5 separate regions of the Mus musculus genome follow, and all the other regions are linked to region 4. Evidence: chromatin contacts called from public promoter capture Hi-C data. All regions are on one chromosome and are shown on one strand. Each heading gives the region's core, a stretch centred on a gene start, on an enhancer-like site or on the middle of the called end of the contact. The rest is flanking DNA. Distances are from core to core; before and after follow the strand shown. Region 1 holds the start of Vopp1 (vesicular, overexpressed in cancer, prosurvival protein 1). Region 2 holds the start of Pyurf (Pigy upstream reading frame). Region 3 holds the start of A730020E08Rik (RIKEN cDNA A730020E08 gene). Region 4 holds the start of Tigd2 (tigger transposable element derived 2). Region 5 holds the start of Herc6 (hect domain and RLD 6).

What was found. Promoter capture Hi-C pulls out the DNA fragments that hold promoters and counts their contacts. Capture Hi-C pulls out chosen DNA fragments and counts their contacts.
Region 1: a promoter capture Hi-C map of adipose tissue shows a contact between it and region 4, with 4 times the contacts expected there. The contact joins the promoter of Vopp1 here to the promoter of Tigd2 in region 4. A contact is called at or near these places in 3 of 39 promoter capture datasets (the 3T3-L1 cell line, hippocampal neurons and pre-B cells) and 2 of 9 other capture datasets (adipose tissue and liver).
Region 2: a promoter capture Hi-C map of pre-B cells shows a contact between it and region 4. The contact joins the promoter of Pyurf here to the promoter of Tigd2 in region 4. A contact is called at or near these places in 15 of 39 promoter capture datasets (the 3T3-L1 cell line, 3T3-L1-derived adipocytes, the C10 cell line and 10 more), 1 of 484 Hi-C or Micro-C datasets (CD4 T cells), 1 of 115 datasets of contacts at active chromatin or transcription factors (astrocytes) and 2 of 9 other capture datasets (adipose tissue and liver).
Region 3: a contact with region 4 is called in a promoter capture Hi-C map of hippocampal neurons, with 4 times the contacts expected there. The contact joins the promoter of A730020E08Rik here to the promoter of Tigd2 in region 4. A contact is called at or near these places in 2 of 39 promoter capture datasets (cranial neural crest and hippocampal neurons).
Region 5: a contact with region 4 is called in a promoter capture Hi-C map of pre-B cells, with 5 times the contacts expected there. The contact joins the promoter of Herc6 here to the promoter of Tigd2 in region 4. A contact is called at or near these places in 6 of 39 promoter capture datasets (the 3T3-L1 cell line, the C10 cell line, liver and 1 more) and 2 of 9 other capture datasets (adipose tissue and liver).

The regions. Positions count from the first base shown.
Region 1 is chr6:57,823,764-57,826,463 of GRCm38.p6, forward strand. It overlaps Vopp1 (vesicular, overexpressed in cancer, prosurvival protein 1), which reads right to left and starts at 1,362. Exons shown (of 5, transcript NM_146168.1): 1 at 1,164-1,362. The coding sequence starts at 1,217.
Region 2 is chr6:57,690,669-57,693,368 of GRCm38.p6, forward strand. Pyurf (Pigy upstream reading frame) reads right to left here and starts at 1,410. Exons shown (of 2, transcript NM_025574.3): 1 at 1,141-1,410. The coding sequence starts at 1,337.
Region 3 is chr6:61,179,498-61,182,197 of GRCm38.p6, forward strand. A730020E08Rik (RIKEN cDNA A730020E08 gene) reads right to left here and starts at 1,313. Exons shown (of 3, transcript NR_040287.1): 1 at 1,210-1,313; 2 at 487-564. It overlaps Ccser1 (coiled-coil serine rich 1), which reads left to right and starts at 828. Exons shown (of 11, transcript NM_183310.2): 1 at 828-1,156.
Region 4 is chr6:59,207,435-59,210,134 of GRCm38.p6, forward strand. It overlaps Tigd2 (tigger transposable element derived 2), which reads left to right and starts at 1,436. Exons shown (of 2, transcript NM_001081145.1): 1 at 1,436-1,747; 2 at 1,905-2,700.
Region 5 is chr6:57,579,616-57,582,315 of GRCm38.p6, forward strand. It overlaps Herc6 (hect domain and RLD 6), which reads left to right and starts at 1,377. Exons shown (of 23, transcript NM_025992.2): 1 at 1,377-1,617. The coding sequence starts at 1,422.

The sequences.
Region 1 (2,700 bases), core at 112-2,611, 1.4 Mb before region 4:
TTTCTAAGCTTTTAAAAATATGAACAACAAGAAGAAAGAAAACCAGAAGTGGCACTTCTCAAAAACGTTAAATGTTAAAAAAGAAGAAGAAGAAGAAGAAGAGGAGGAGGAGGAGGAGGAGGAGGAGGAGGAGGAGGAGGAAGGAGAAGGAGAAGGAGAAGGAGAAGGAGAAGGAGAAGGAGAAGGAGAAGGAGAAGGAGAAGGAGAAGGAGAAGGAGAAGGAGAAGGAGAAGGAGAAGAAGAAGAAGAAGAAGAAGAAGAAGAAGAAGAAGAAGAAGAAGAAGAAGAAGAAGAAGAAGAAAGGAAAGAGAGAGAGTGAGCGAGAGAAACAGAAAGAAAAGAAAAAAGAGGTATTTCAAAGAAAAACGAGCAATCTTTGCTCTGATCCGAACTTAGAGCTTGGAGAAACTGTTCCCTTAACTCTCCTGGAAAGAAAGACTTTTCCTCCAGCATAAATGAGAATCTTTCCAAGCACCGCTGACTCCCCAACCAAGGAAGTTTACAGTTTTCTGAGGCAGGACAGTGATAGTCAGAGGGGCATCCTTACCCACTTAAACTGACTTTATTAATACAAAAATCTTTCAAAATACTGAAGCTGTGGAGGTATGAACAAACCTCCAAACCCCAATCCATATTTTACACACCAGATTTTACACATCCACTCTTTTGCCTTTGAATGAACCCGCTGGAGCAGGAAGGGTGGTTCGCGTCACAGGATGTCGCAGTTCAGTCGACCGCAGCCCCGCTCTAACCCTGGCTGTACCTCGGCGGTGCTTCCACCCACCATCAAGTTTCCGCGGCTTCACAACAGTACACCAACCACCCAAGCTCCCCGTGGGATTTTTCTCCTCGCCTCTAAAAGCCTGCACTTCATCTCCAAAGGCAGAAATGTCCCTGTCCCTCCTACCAGCTGCGGGAGGCGCCGCCCCAGGCCCCGAGAGACAGGGAGCGCGTGTGGACACGCACAAAGGTCCCTCCCGGGGACGCAAGCCCGAGCAAGCAGCGAGAGGGAAACGGGGCGCCGACAGGAGGAGGAGGCGCGCAGGGAGGACAGGGGGTCCCGGCATCAGACCCCTCCGCCGCCCCACACCGCAGACTCGCGAGCTCCGCAATGCCCTTCCCGCGTCCCTTCTCCCGAAGGCGCGGGGAACCGGCGGCCCTACCTCCACTAGCAGCCCGAGCAGCAGCGCCGCCACCCTGCCGAGCCGGCGGCCCATGGCTCCAGCGAGGACCGTCCGAAGCCGGGCTGTACGGCCAGCTCAGGGCCAGTCCGCACCCCGGGACGGGCGGGTGGACTCCGGGGATACGAGCTGAAGCCGGCAGAAGGACGCGCGGCAAGCCGGCGGAGCTCGAGGACGTGCCAGGCCGCCCTCGCCGCGCGCCCCCGATCCACCTCACGGGCGCGCGCTCGTGGGCTCGGAGCCTGCAAAGTCTGTGGAGCGCGCTGCGGGACGCGGAGACAGCGGGGCTGGGTGAGAAGACGGCCTGATGTCTCCTCTCTCGGAAGAGACCATCTTGTCTCACCTTGATAGTTCTGGGAAGGTTTTTATAGGACACCGGGTTTGGGAGCTGGGGGATGGATACGGATGGACCCATCACTGGGTCTTCCTGAAGTTTCTAGCCACGGAGACATTCTCACTGAGGTTCCTGTAGGTAAGGTGGGAGGTCCACTCCGCCCCAGGACAGTTAAAACCACAAGGAAAGGACAGCTGGTTGCAAAAGGTTAGTGTAGGTTTATGCCAACATCTTTCTGCCTGACTCTGCTAGGACCCCACCTTTGGACTCCACAGTGCACCTCACCTTTGAGGTAGGCTCTTTGACCATAGGGAATTGCTGCTAACTATTCTTACTTTCTCTCAGACATTCCCCTCTGGCCCCTCTCCACACACACATAACAATAAGGCTCAGATGACATCTGAATTTACTGAACTTACTGAAGCATTGGTTGAACTTGTATCAGACCTGAGCTGGAGGCCAAATATGTAGAGGTGAACAAGAAAACAGCTAGTTTAAACTATGATGCGTAACGCTGAGTACAGAGATCAGGAAATAGAATCAATCCTTTAGGTTCAGAGAGATCCCTAAACAAGTAGCAACACTTGCCAGGAAAGGCTGAAGATTTGAGCTTCTCCCTGGATATGTAAGATGGAAACAGAATCGTCTCGTTGTATCACATGGGCACATGGCATACATGCATACCTTCAGACAAACACATCACGCACACAAATGAATTAATTTTTTTTTTTTTTAGCAACTAGAGTTCGTTAAATTACAGAACCACCTCCAACAGGATATGGAGGGAAGACAGAAAAACGGATCTCTCACAGGCGAGTCTTAAATACTTTGCCAACTTTCAGTACACATACTTGGTTAAGATAGAGCATACACCATGAAACTATACCTGCTATAACTGGCAAGCAAAGAAGGAAAAAAAAAAAAACTGGCCTCATGATTACCCTCAAATTCCATGTTCCAACACAATAATAGCTTCCTGAAGTTTTATAGTAACAGGATAAAAATAAAAAATCAAGCCCTTTAGTGGAGGCACTAAGTAGATAGGTTATAGTGGAGCAGGGAAATCTCTGCTTTGGCCCTGATGATATTCTTAATTCTGGTCACTAGAAGCAGTTTCTTTGGGGAGTTGTTTCTGTGCACACAGAATTGACTCAAAGCCTGTAAAGGATCGTTGGGCTATGGTAA
Region 2 (2,700 bases), core at 160-2,659, 1.5 Mb before region 4:
GGGGAGTCCTCATGTTGTGGGTCTTTCAGGATCTGCTTTGATCCTTTATGGTTCATACACATGACAGGAAACTGGGAATAATAGGCGTTTTAAAAAGATTGAAGCCAAGCCGGTCATGGTGGCACACGCCTTTAAGCCCAGCACTTGGGAGGCAGAGGCAGGCGGATTTCTGAGTTCGAGGCCAGCCTGGTCTACAAAGTGAGTTCCAGGACAGCAGGGCTACACAGAGAATCACTGTCTCGAAAAACAAAACAAAACAACAACAAAAAAATCAAAAAAAAAAAAAAAAAGCAAACAACAACAACAAAAACAAAACAAAAAAAGATTGAAGCCAGAAGTGGTAGTTAACTCCTGTAATCTCCTGCTCTCAGGAGACTGATGCAGGAAAAGTATCACAACTTTGAGGCTAGCCTGGGCTATAAAAAGAGTTCCAGGAAAGACCAAACCAAATAGAGAAACTTGTCTCCCCTTCCCCCATCAAAGAATGGAGAGGCTGGAAAGATCAGTATGTCAATAGTATTTGCCCTGAGTTTTGATCATGTCTGAATGTCTCTCTCCCTGTCTCTGTCTCTCTCTCCACACACACACACACACACACACACACTCAGGCAAGTGCACGTGCGACAAAAAAAAAGGGGGGGGGGAGAAAGGAAAGAATGAAGAAACGAGCCAAAGGAAGAAAAGAAAGAGAGAGAGAGAAAGAGAGAGAGAGAGAGAGAGAGAGAGAGAGAGAGAGAGAGAGAGAGAGAGAGAGAGAGAGGAAGGAAGGTAGGTAGATAGGTCGGTCCGGACGCTGGCCCTGATACTGTGTTTCAAAAGGTAGAGAGAGAGAGAGAGAGAGAGAGGAAGGAAGGTAGGTAGGTAGATAGGTCGGTCGGGACGCTGGCCCTGATACTGTGTTTCAAAAGGTTCTGGAGCCTAGCCAGTCTCAGAAACCAAGTCTTTCTTTAAAGCCTCCAGGAGAGATTGTAAAGAGCAGCCAATGGCGAGCCAGAGAAAAGCTCACGCGGGTCCTGGGCGGGGCTGACCCTAGCATAGGGGTCGGCCGGGCGGATGGCATCCAGGGAGTAAGCTTCTGATCCGCTGGCGGGCCCACAGGCCACCACCCTTCCTCGGGCCAAGGCGGCAGATGAGTCTCACCTAAGCGGCTTCTTGGAGAGCGGACACACCAGGAACTGCAGCAGCGCCGGGTGGAAGGTGTGGGGCTGCTCAGCCCTCTCGCTCTGGTCAGAGCAGAGCCTGGCCCCGGGCACTTGCAGAAACCTCCCGGCGACTGCAGACAGTGCGCGGAGCCTCCGCAGCGCCGGGGCGAGCCTGCGGCACGTGGCGCTCAGCATGGCGGCTCAGAAGATGGACGAAGCAGCGCTCGGAACTTCACTGCTCTCACACCAGAGCCGCGGAGGTCACCCTGGCCCGGCCCCGCCCCCGGCGCCCGGTCCCGCCCCCGGCCCCGCCCCCGGTGCGCTGCTGATTGCTTCGCCAGCACAGCTTGAGTCGGTGGTGTGGTTCCCAGGGCAGACCGACATTCCCCGGGTCAGTGGCTGCACCACCGCTTTTACAAAACTGTAAACTAAAGCAGTACTCATTCAGGTGTCCAACTTTTCAGTAGGGCTAATCACAAAGGTGCCAATTAGTCAGGGACCGGACTCCAGTCACACGGAGCTCGGCTTCAACTTAGTTTTATCTTCAAGGACTCTTCAACACAAGCATATTGTGTTAGAGGCAACAGCAGGTTTAATATTAATCATACAGTAAGTATCACAAGCAAAAATTTAAGAGCCTGAAGAAAATGGCTTTTTTCTCCTTTTCCGTAAGCTGTGAAGGCTTTTACAACTTGAGGGTTGTTAGTTGTGAATACTATGGTAAAGCACATCTAATGCATGCTTGGACCCCTTTGGGGGGCAGGAGGATCCTTTCACAGGGGTCACTGAAGACCACAGGAAAACACAGACGTTTACATATTTACAATTCATAAATATCAAAATTACAGTTATGAAGTAGCAATGAAGATAATATTATGGTTGGGAGTCATTACAGCATCCTGTATTAAAGGGTCACAGCATTAACAAAGTTTGCTTTGAGTCGCAGGCGGGAATGTCTGAAAGTCAAACAGAGGCAGCTGAGATTGAGTTAATGTGTAGGAAAGGCCTCTGGAGTGCTGGCACTTCTGAGGGGCTTTAGCTGTCTGCTGGGAACCCATATGGCTACTGAAATCTTGTCAATGTTCGTCCTTTGAGCTCTTGAAAAGTACACATGTTCTGCCTCAAAGCTTTGCCACTATATGTGACCTATGAGGGAAGGGACAAAAGGGCAGGAACAAGAAAGGCAGGAAGTCACTTAGCTGAACTTCTGGCAAAAGATAACTCTGACCTTACAGATGTCTCCTCTGCATACCTGCTTTCTCCAGCCCAGGCTCCTCCTGTCCCAAGATGTATGCAAAGCTCTCTGATATCCTTGCAAAAACACTGGTCTCTGGAGGTCACCCAGATGATGAGGGAGCGTGGAAGGAAATGGCAAGAATGCTAACATTAAGGCCATGAGTGGGACTCAGCAGAAGGCTTGCCTACCCTGCACTGTCCTAAGTTGTAAAACATCTTTTTAAAACAATAAAACAATTTAGAGCTAATGTCTCTACAGCTGTGAGCTGGGTGTAGGCTGAGAGCCAGTTGGACTAGTTTCTTACTGGGTGAAGCGGAAATG
Region 3 (2,700 bases), core at 63-2,562, 2.0 Mb after region 4:
CTCTAATGTATGACCTTAGGAACATATTATGTACCTCGAAATGGTCCTATATTCTAGCAGAATGGGTTAAATGTTTCTGCGAGAGTTAAATGGTTTCCATGTGTTGTATTGTCTGCTAAAGGCATAAATAGAAGGAATGGGGATGAAGAAGAGGACGAATGGGAAATTGTTCAGGTCCCAGTACAACCTTAAAGGAAATGATGCAGTGCAAGGGGAGACAGGATCACAGGAAAATGAATTAGGTAAACAACTGCACCAAGCATCAGAAATATTTCCATCTCTGAAGAGATACATTTTCTTCAAGAGGTCACCAGTCTAATGGTGTCAAGCTGGTTCCGGACTCTGGGTTGCTACTGAGGACCGCAAGAGTAGGCAGAGGAGTCCACTCCCAGCCAATCCCAAGGTTTCCATTCTTACAATCACTGCCACAAACGGTTACTGGGAGGCGTGACCTGTTTAAAGGGAAGGAGGCCGGGTCCTTGTTACCTTGTTAGCTACAGAGTTGTCAAGACGATCGTGGGGCGGATGACACGGAAAGACCCAGACAGAATACTGCAATAACTCCTATCTCCAGGAAGGGAAAGACAATATCTCTGTCACAGAGAGCCCAGGCGCAGCGCTGTCCCATTCTTCAGCGTCCCACCGCGCGTGCCCCTTACTGCCCTGGCGACTCGCAGGGCGCGGGGATCTGGCGCTCGGCGGGCTCCGCTCCCTCCCCCGATTCGGCCGCGGGTGTGCGCGTGTCGCCGCGCCAGGCTGCGTGCGCGGAAGCCAGCGACGCGGTTGGCCGACGCCGCCCTCGGGCTGCCCCCGCCCGGCCCGACACTGTCACCCGCTCCGAGGCCGCGGCGCCGCCTCCTGCCGCCGGGAGCGCGGCCTGCCCGGGAGGCGCTCGCTGCAGCCGCCCCGCGGCCCCGCTGCGCACACCGCCGCCCACCCGCGGCCGCCGCGCGCCCCGCCCGCTCCCATCCTCGCTCAGAATGACTGACTGCGAAGCTCTGGCGGAGCAGCCGCGGTGGCGCAGGCGGGAGCGGCAGGAGGAGTGCTGAAGACAGCGGCCGAGCCGGAGTGGACGCCGCGTCGGGACCAGCCCGCAGCTCCAAGGTAGCGACGCGGTGCAGAGGACTCGCGTGGGGCCTGGACTGAGCGCGACCAGGTGACTCTCCCCGGCTCGGCCGTCGGCCCAGCGGGGGGTTGGGGGGGACTCGCCTGGCGGGCGTGGGCACTGCGCGGCGTGGCCCGCTCCTGCAATCCGGGGGTCTCGGTCGCAGAGTTGGCGCGAGCTCCGGTTGCGGAGCGGGGGCGGGGGCGGTGCGGTGGGGCAGGCGGGAGCTCCACGCCGACCGCCCCTGCCTCCGGAGCCCGCCACGTAGAGTGGACGGATTGCTTTGTGGCGCACCCCGGGATCGCGGGATGCGGGCGTGGGGTGCTCCTGCGTGTGTTCTCGCGCCGGGTCACCCGGCCGGAAAGTGAACCCCGCGCTGACAGCAGGTGGCTGTCAGGCCCCTCACCTTTGGGCTTGAATCTTAGGGACTCGCGCACACGGTGCCAGCGCCTAGGGAGCGTGCGCGAAGGGGCGACCGAGGGATTTGTGAATGGTGCTTCTGAGAGGAGGCTGTGCCTTGCTGATGCAAAGGGGCTAGTATCCCGAGTGAGAAGAAAGGCTATTTATGGCAGAGTTGTGGGGTTCCCTTCTGTGTACGCTGAGCCCCTCCTGCTTGGAACTGGAAGCAATTCTGCAATTCTGCTTTTTTTTTCCCCCCTTCTGGAACCTGCTCTGTAAAACGAAAGAAGGAAGTCTGAAGTAGACTCCGGTGTGTACAGGTAGAAGTGCTTCTTGGAGGTCATGAACCCCTGCTCTGCCATTTCTGAGAGTCCTAGCTGTCTGTTCCTGCTACCTCTTCAGGTCCCCACTAAGACCACAGGACAGAAAACCTGCTTGCTTTCAGCAGCTTTCACTGGTCAAACCATTGCAGTTGAGCACTTTTCTTCTGAAATGAAACACACACCCTCCATTCTTCCCTTCCCATGAGGGCTGTTCAAAGAATGTTCACCTATTTTACACGAAGAGATGTTATTCAAAGCCCCTGGGAGAATGTTGCTATGTGAGTTTATGTCGACACCGACTCTTTAAATCTAGTTACTGGGGACAACCTAGAGTACTCTTCATCTAGGCTATAGAATAATTAGTTTGTTTTGGTTTCCCTTTGTGCTTTCTTTAAACAAGTGCCAATTACAGGGTCATAATTTGAAGCTTAGATGTAAGTTGGGTCAGTGTCTACCAGAGTACCTTAGCAAATTTATTATGTCCTTTGAAGAAGCAAACTGTGTTTCTATATAACTGCTGACTGGACTGTGACAGTGGAACATTGCTTCAATTAATTTTAAGCTGAATTCTCCTTGAGACTGCCATATATAATTTTTTTGTTTTAAAAATCAGACTGAAATTCCATATTACATATGACTGCACCTTTGGTAGTCTCTCTCTCTCTCTCTCTCTCTCTCTCTCTCTCTCACTCACTCACACACACACACACACACACACACACACACACAAAGCATCAACCTATTATTAGAGTGATTTGTCTTCACCTCATTTAATTAAAGAGACTGACCAGAACTGTTTTGATTTAAAAAAAAATGTATGTGTGGTAAGCCCCAGGTTAAAGAGCTTTCCCTACCAGTTCGTTCATTTGAATA
Region 4 (2,700 bases), core at 186-2,685:
GGCTAAGAACAGCCTGATTTCTATGAGGTTGGCAGTCTGAAAGCTAGTTCTCCTCTGTTAAGGAATGAACAGGTGCGAGTGTTTTTGCGCACTCCTTAAGAACGAGAAGGGAGAAGGGAAGTTTTTAAAAGCAATATGAATGAAATTGTTCTTTACTAGGAATGGTCATTTGGAACCACTCAGATTGCTTCCTTGTAAGCTTGAAGCGGGTGAGAGTTATGGGAAGTCTACTTTCAGGCAAAACTAGGGCTTGTCCAAAGTCATCCATAGGACAGCAGAGATAGATCAAAGATCAAAGGATTTCCATCCAGCAGGCCAGAGAGTGGAAGGGTGGGACTCTGAGAATAGCAGCACAGAGAAGGCTTGGGAGACAAAAGAGGGCCAGTAATCAACATTCTTTCTCTGCAGAGTGAATGAATGCTTGGTTTGATTTCCCTCTCTCCTGGTGCTAGAATTCTAGAGAAACAAACAAATAAACAACCTCTTCTGAAACAGAATAATCCACATTAGGTTGTAGTTTGTGGAAGAAGGATTTAAAAACAACACCACCTAAAAAACTATTATGCAAGAGAGGGGCTCTACGCTGGGACTGGATACAGGTGGAAGTCTTGAAATTCCCCTTTGACAGCAGGAAGTGGTCCTTATATTCCTGCACCAGCATTAAGGTCATCAGTGCCGACCGTCATGCTGGCTGGCCTCTGGTATCCGGCTCTGTGTTGCCGCAGCCGCAGAAGAGGGCAAAGAGGCTCTGTGCACTCCCTGGGCCTTTTTATTTTTACATTTGATAACTAGATTTAAGAAAAATAACAAGTATCAAGTACAACCTTTAATCTCTTAAATTTCACAGTAGGTATTCCAAATATTTGATTTTTGGCTTTTGGTAATTATATAATTTTTCAAAAAACAAAACAAAACAAAACAAAACACCACAGTGGATTTAAGACTATTCATTTAATAATTTAACTTCATAAAACATCAATACTAAATTGTAACATTGTAAACATGATTAAAATATATCTTAAGCTACTGAAGAAAGAAAAAAGAAAAAAACAACATGATCCTCAAAACAGCACAACTCTCACTTCCTTGGACACAAATATAGGAAAATTACCCAAATGATACTAACAGAACAACCTGTTAGTTAGAAGATAACAGAAGAGAGTCCTTGAGGGAAGATTCCTGGAAGGTTACAGCTGTAAACTCATTAGGGCCTTAAAATATTCCCTGAGTCTTACCAGAAAGAAAACCTTGCTATTATTCCCTTCTCATCTGCAAAGTCCGGCCACCTAGAATCACCCTGCGTCGCCCTCTGCTGGTCTCAGCCGTGAGCCACACGCTGGGTGTCCGGAGGCGGAGCATTGGCCAAGCCCCGCCCCTCCCCCAGAAGCCGCGCCCCCGTCAGCGGGCTCGCCCGCGCATCCCGCCCCTCGCCGACAACACGTTCCTGCGGGGGCGCGCGCGCGCACCTAATCCCCTGCCTTCCGGCTCGGCCGCGCAGCTCCGTTGCGCGCTCGCTCTGCGGTGGCTGGCGGGGTCGACTTCGCTGGGGACTTCCTCTGCTGGCTCTGCGTTCTGGCCGGTCAGGCGGAGCGATGCCCGCACCCTGCTTCCCGGCGTCCCGCGCGCCTGGTGACCAGTCGCTCGCTGTAGGGCTGCGGCCGTGACCCTCTGCCTCCGACTTTCACCCAGCGTCCGGCTCGGAGCTTGCTGGCCGGCGGTCTCGGAGAGGCCCTGGTAGTGTCAGGAGGTAGGCTCTCAGCTCCCGGGTGGTGCCTGCGAGCGTTATTTGTCTATTACCTGTCAGGTTGATAGGTGGCAATGTCCTAGACACAGTTGCAGGGGTAGGTATGAGTTATACGGTGGACTGATACTGAAAGGAAAACGTGTTTGGTATTTTCCTATAGGTTTCAAAGGCTCGAGTACCTCTACCACCCCAGCAGCTACTTCTGTGGTCATGGAGATCTTCTTGCACCAGGATTACTGTATGGTCTTCACCCAGCCTACCACCCCCTAGTTGCAGCCTTGGGTCCTGATTTCCACCAATGAAGTTTTTTATCCTTTCTTGAATCATGTGACATCACTTGTCCGCTGTTTCCCTTTCAGTTGCCATTAGCAATAAGTTCTTTTTGGTTTAAAGTACTGAGTTGTTTGCCTGTCCACTTACATTCTAAGAGGTGAGACAGCTCACCTCTGCTCGCTGTGACTTTCATAGGTACTCATCAAGAGTCCTTGCCTTGAAGAGAGCGTTCACTCACTTGGCTGTCTGACACAGACATCAACAGTCAGGCTGTGAGGCTTCCTGCTCCGTGTTTCTGTCTGTTAAGTGTGCAAGCCCGAGTAAAACTGTTTTCTTGAACGTAGCATAAGAAAAAAAGAAAAAGAAAAAAAGACCCATGGTAATGGCAAAAATTGATCATCATGAGAATGTTTTAGAAACCTCGGTAGGACAATATTGATTCAACTTAGAGCTTTCAGTAAGGCTGCAATTTAATGAAAAGAGCAAGGAGGAAGAAGAGAAACAAGGGTTATCTGGAGCTATTCGTTGTCATAGGAACAGGTTAAGTTCTAAAATGCAAAGGGAAAAACTCGGACTTTCGTTGAAAATTGTTATAACATCCAAGTCTTAGGGAACAGCTGAGGACTCTTAAGCCTCCATTTTCTGGTCTCTTTGTGTTCAAATCTAAGTTGTTAATTGTCTAA
Region 5 (2,700 bases), core at 127-2,626, 1.6 Mb before region 4:
CTCAACAAACCAACAGCAAGTTTTCATTGCTGAAGTCAATACTCACACAATGCACTGAATGTGGAGTCCCATGTTCTAATGTCTATGACAGGCAAAGGGACTCTGCAGGTTGCTAAAAGAGAAAAGTAAACCAATCCAACCATAAAACCCTTGATCTACAATTTGTCCTGCTTGGAAAATATGCTAGGGCAATGGTGGCACAAACCACGTGGAGTAACCAACTGATTTCAGATTTGACTTAAGGCCTACACCATGAGATGGAAGGAACCCATACCTGACACTGCTCAGGTGACCAAGAACCAGAACCTAGGACAAAACCAAATACTACTGGTCTAAGAAAAACAAAAGGGTAACAATAAAATGACTCAATAATAGTCTGCTAGGCTCATATGGCAGTGCCTTATTCAGCCATCATTAGAGAGGCTTCAACCTGCAGCAGATGGGAATAAACACAGTGACCCACAACCCTTTCAGTGCTGTGTTTGTTTTCAAAGGTGGGGAGGGAGGGAGGGAGAAAGGGAGGGAGGGAGGGAGGGAGGGAGGGAGGGAGAGAGAGAGAGAGAGAGAGAGAGAGAGAGAGAGAGAGAGAGAGAGAGAGAGAGAGAGAGAGAGAGAGCCAGAGAGAGCCAGAGTCACCTTGGAACACACAGCTCTAAAGATGTCTCCCTTAAATTCCTTCAGAGCTCAGCAAACCTGCAAAAGAGTGTTCACTTTTTTTCTGTTGGCTTGTGTAGCTTTGATGTGAAGGTTTTCATTTCTTTACATATCTGGCCCCTGCCCTTACTCTGCAGTTGGATTCAGTTGGACAGCAGCTTCTCCATTGCAGCTCAGTTAGGGTTCATTATTAATTACATCCTTACAGGCTTCCCAGCTTTGGCTTTCTAGGCCTCTTTGAAATTCTCAAAAAAGTTCTGTAACCCCCTGAACATACTCCATAATCTATTTATTATACATATAGGTTTACCATGTGGTGCTTAATGTGTGATCTGAAAATTAATAATCAAGACTGGAATAAAAGAACCCCAGCTAGAATTGCCAAGGAAAGCAGATTCCCTGGGAACTGGTTGCCACTGAAATTGCTACAACTTGTGGATATTGTCACTTAATAAATATTTCACAGACCTAGAAATTTGTCCAGAGCATCAGGACTCACAAGTGGCTTACTCATGATGGAGATACTTTCTTCTTCCCTGTCTTCTCAGATACTCAGTACTGAAAATTCAAGCAGCCAGGTTTCAAAATGACCCTAGAAATGCCTGTGAGAAAGATGTTAGTGGTGTGGGACAAGCAGGCACTTACTGGAAAGAACTATGACGTAAGGGACTGGGCAGTGCCCTTGGGAGGAGTTAGGGAAGCTAGGTCACTTGCTTTTGGGAGCCCATCTGACATACCAGAGCCGCGGGTGGCTGTGCACCGCAGGGATGTATTTCAGCTGGGCTGCAGGAAGCCGGAAGCCTCGGCGCCTGAAGGCGGGAACCAGCGGCATTGAACTCTTGCAGGCAGCCAGCGGGGAACACCACTCGCTCCTACTGTTCAGCAACCACAGGGTGTATTCCTGCGGGGACAACAGCTGGGGACAGCTGGGCCAGAGGAGAGACCAGAGTACCGAAAGGCCAGGTGACTTCCAAGCTCCTGAGCAGGTGCTCAGGACAGTATGTGGGGGCCTCGGGTCCAGGGGACCAGGGGACCAGGGGACCAGGGATACCGGGTGGCTGGACCAGGGATATCAGAAGCTGGAACCCTGTTTTAAGCAGCTTGCATCAACTGGTCAACTCCTAGAGCTCTGGAGTTTGTATTTGTTTCGGTTTCCAATTCCTCTTCATTGAGAAACTGAAAGCAAAAAAGCAAGCTTTCCTCTGGATAGAAAGAAAGTCCCTCCTCCTTACCAAGCTAAGCCTGAGAGAACTTTCTGGAGGGGGTGGGGTGGGGGGAATCTGATTTCCAAACCGAAAAGCTTAGCAATAACTTGGGGCATCTTCTCTCCTAAGGTTTTGTTTTTGTTTTTTGTTTTTTTAAAAAAGTATAATAGCATTTTTCGGCATTAAAGCTGATGTAGGAAAGTACTAAAGAAGCCACCTGTAGGGTCTTGAGAGATGGCTCGGTGGTTAAGAGTTCAGCTCCTGACACTTATGCGGCAGTTTACAACTACCTATAATTACAGTTCCAGAGGATCCTATGCCTCTATGGGTACCAGCACACACATATATGCACACAGTGATGCGCAAGCGCAAGCGCGCGCGCGCACACACACACACACACACACACACACACACACACACACGTAAAAATAATAAAATATTTAAAATTTAAAAAGTCACCTATAATTACACCAAAAGCAACTCTAAGACCATTGCAGCTCCTCGTTTTATCTTCTGCTTATGTATTTAATTTTTATAGGAATTTTGTCATTATGAGTTATTGTAATTGTATCTAAACAAGAAGTTGTGGTTTTACCAAAACATTAATCCACTAGGGGATTTTATATATGATATTGATTCACTTCTAAGTAACTTCAAACTAACTAAAGTTCTAGTTTGTTTTTCTGGTTTTAATTATCTATTTTTGCCACTTTATATGCTAAGCAAGCACTCTACCACTGGACTATTTTACATTCCCATTGACTATATTTGATTATGTGTGTAGAATAATTTGAAGAACTGTGTAGAACACGAAAACTATTCCTCTGTCCCTTTGGATTCA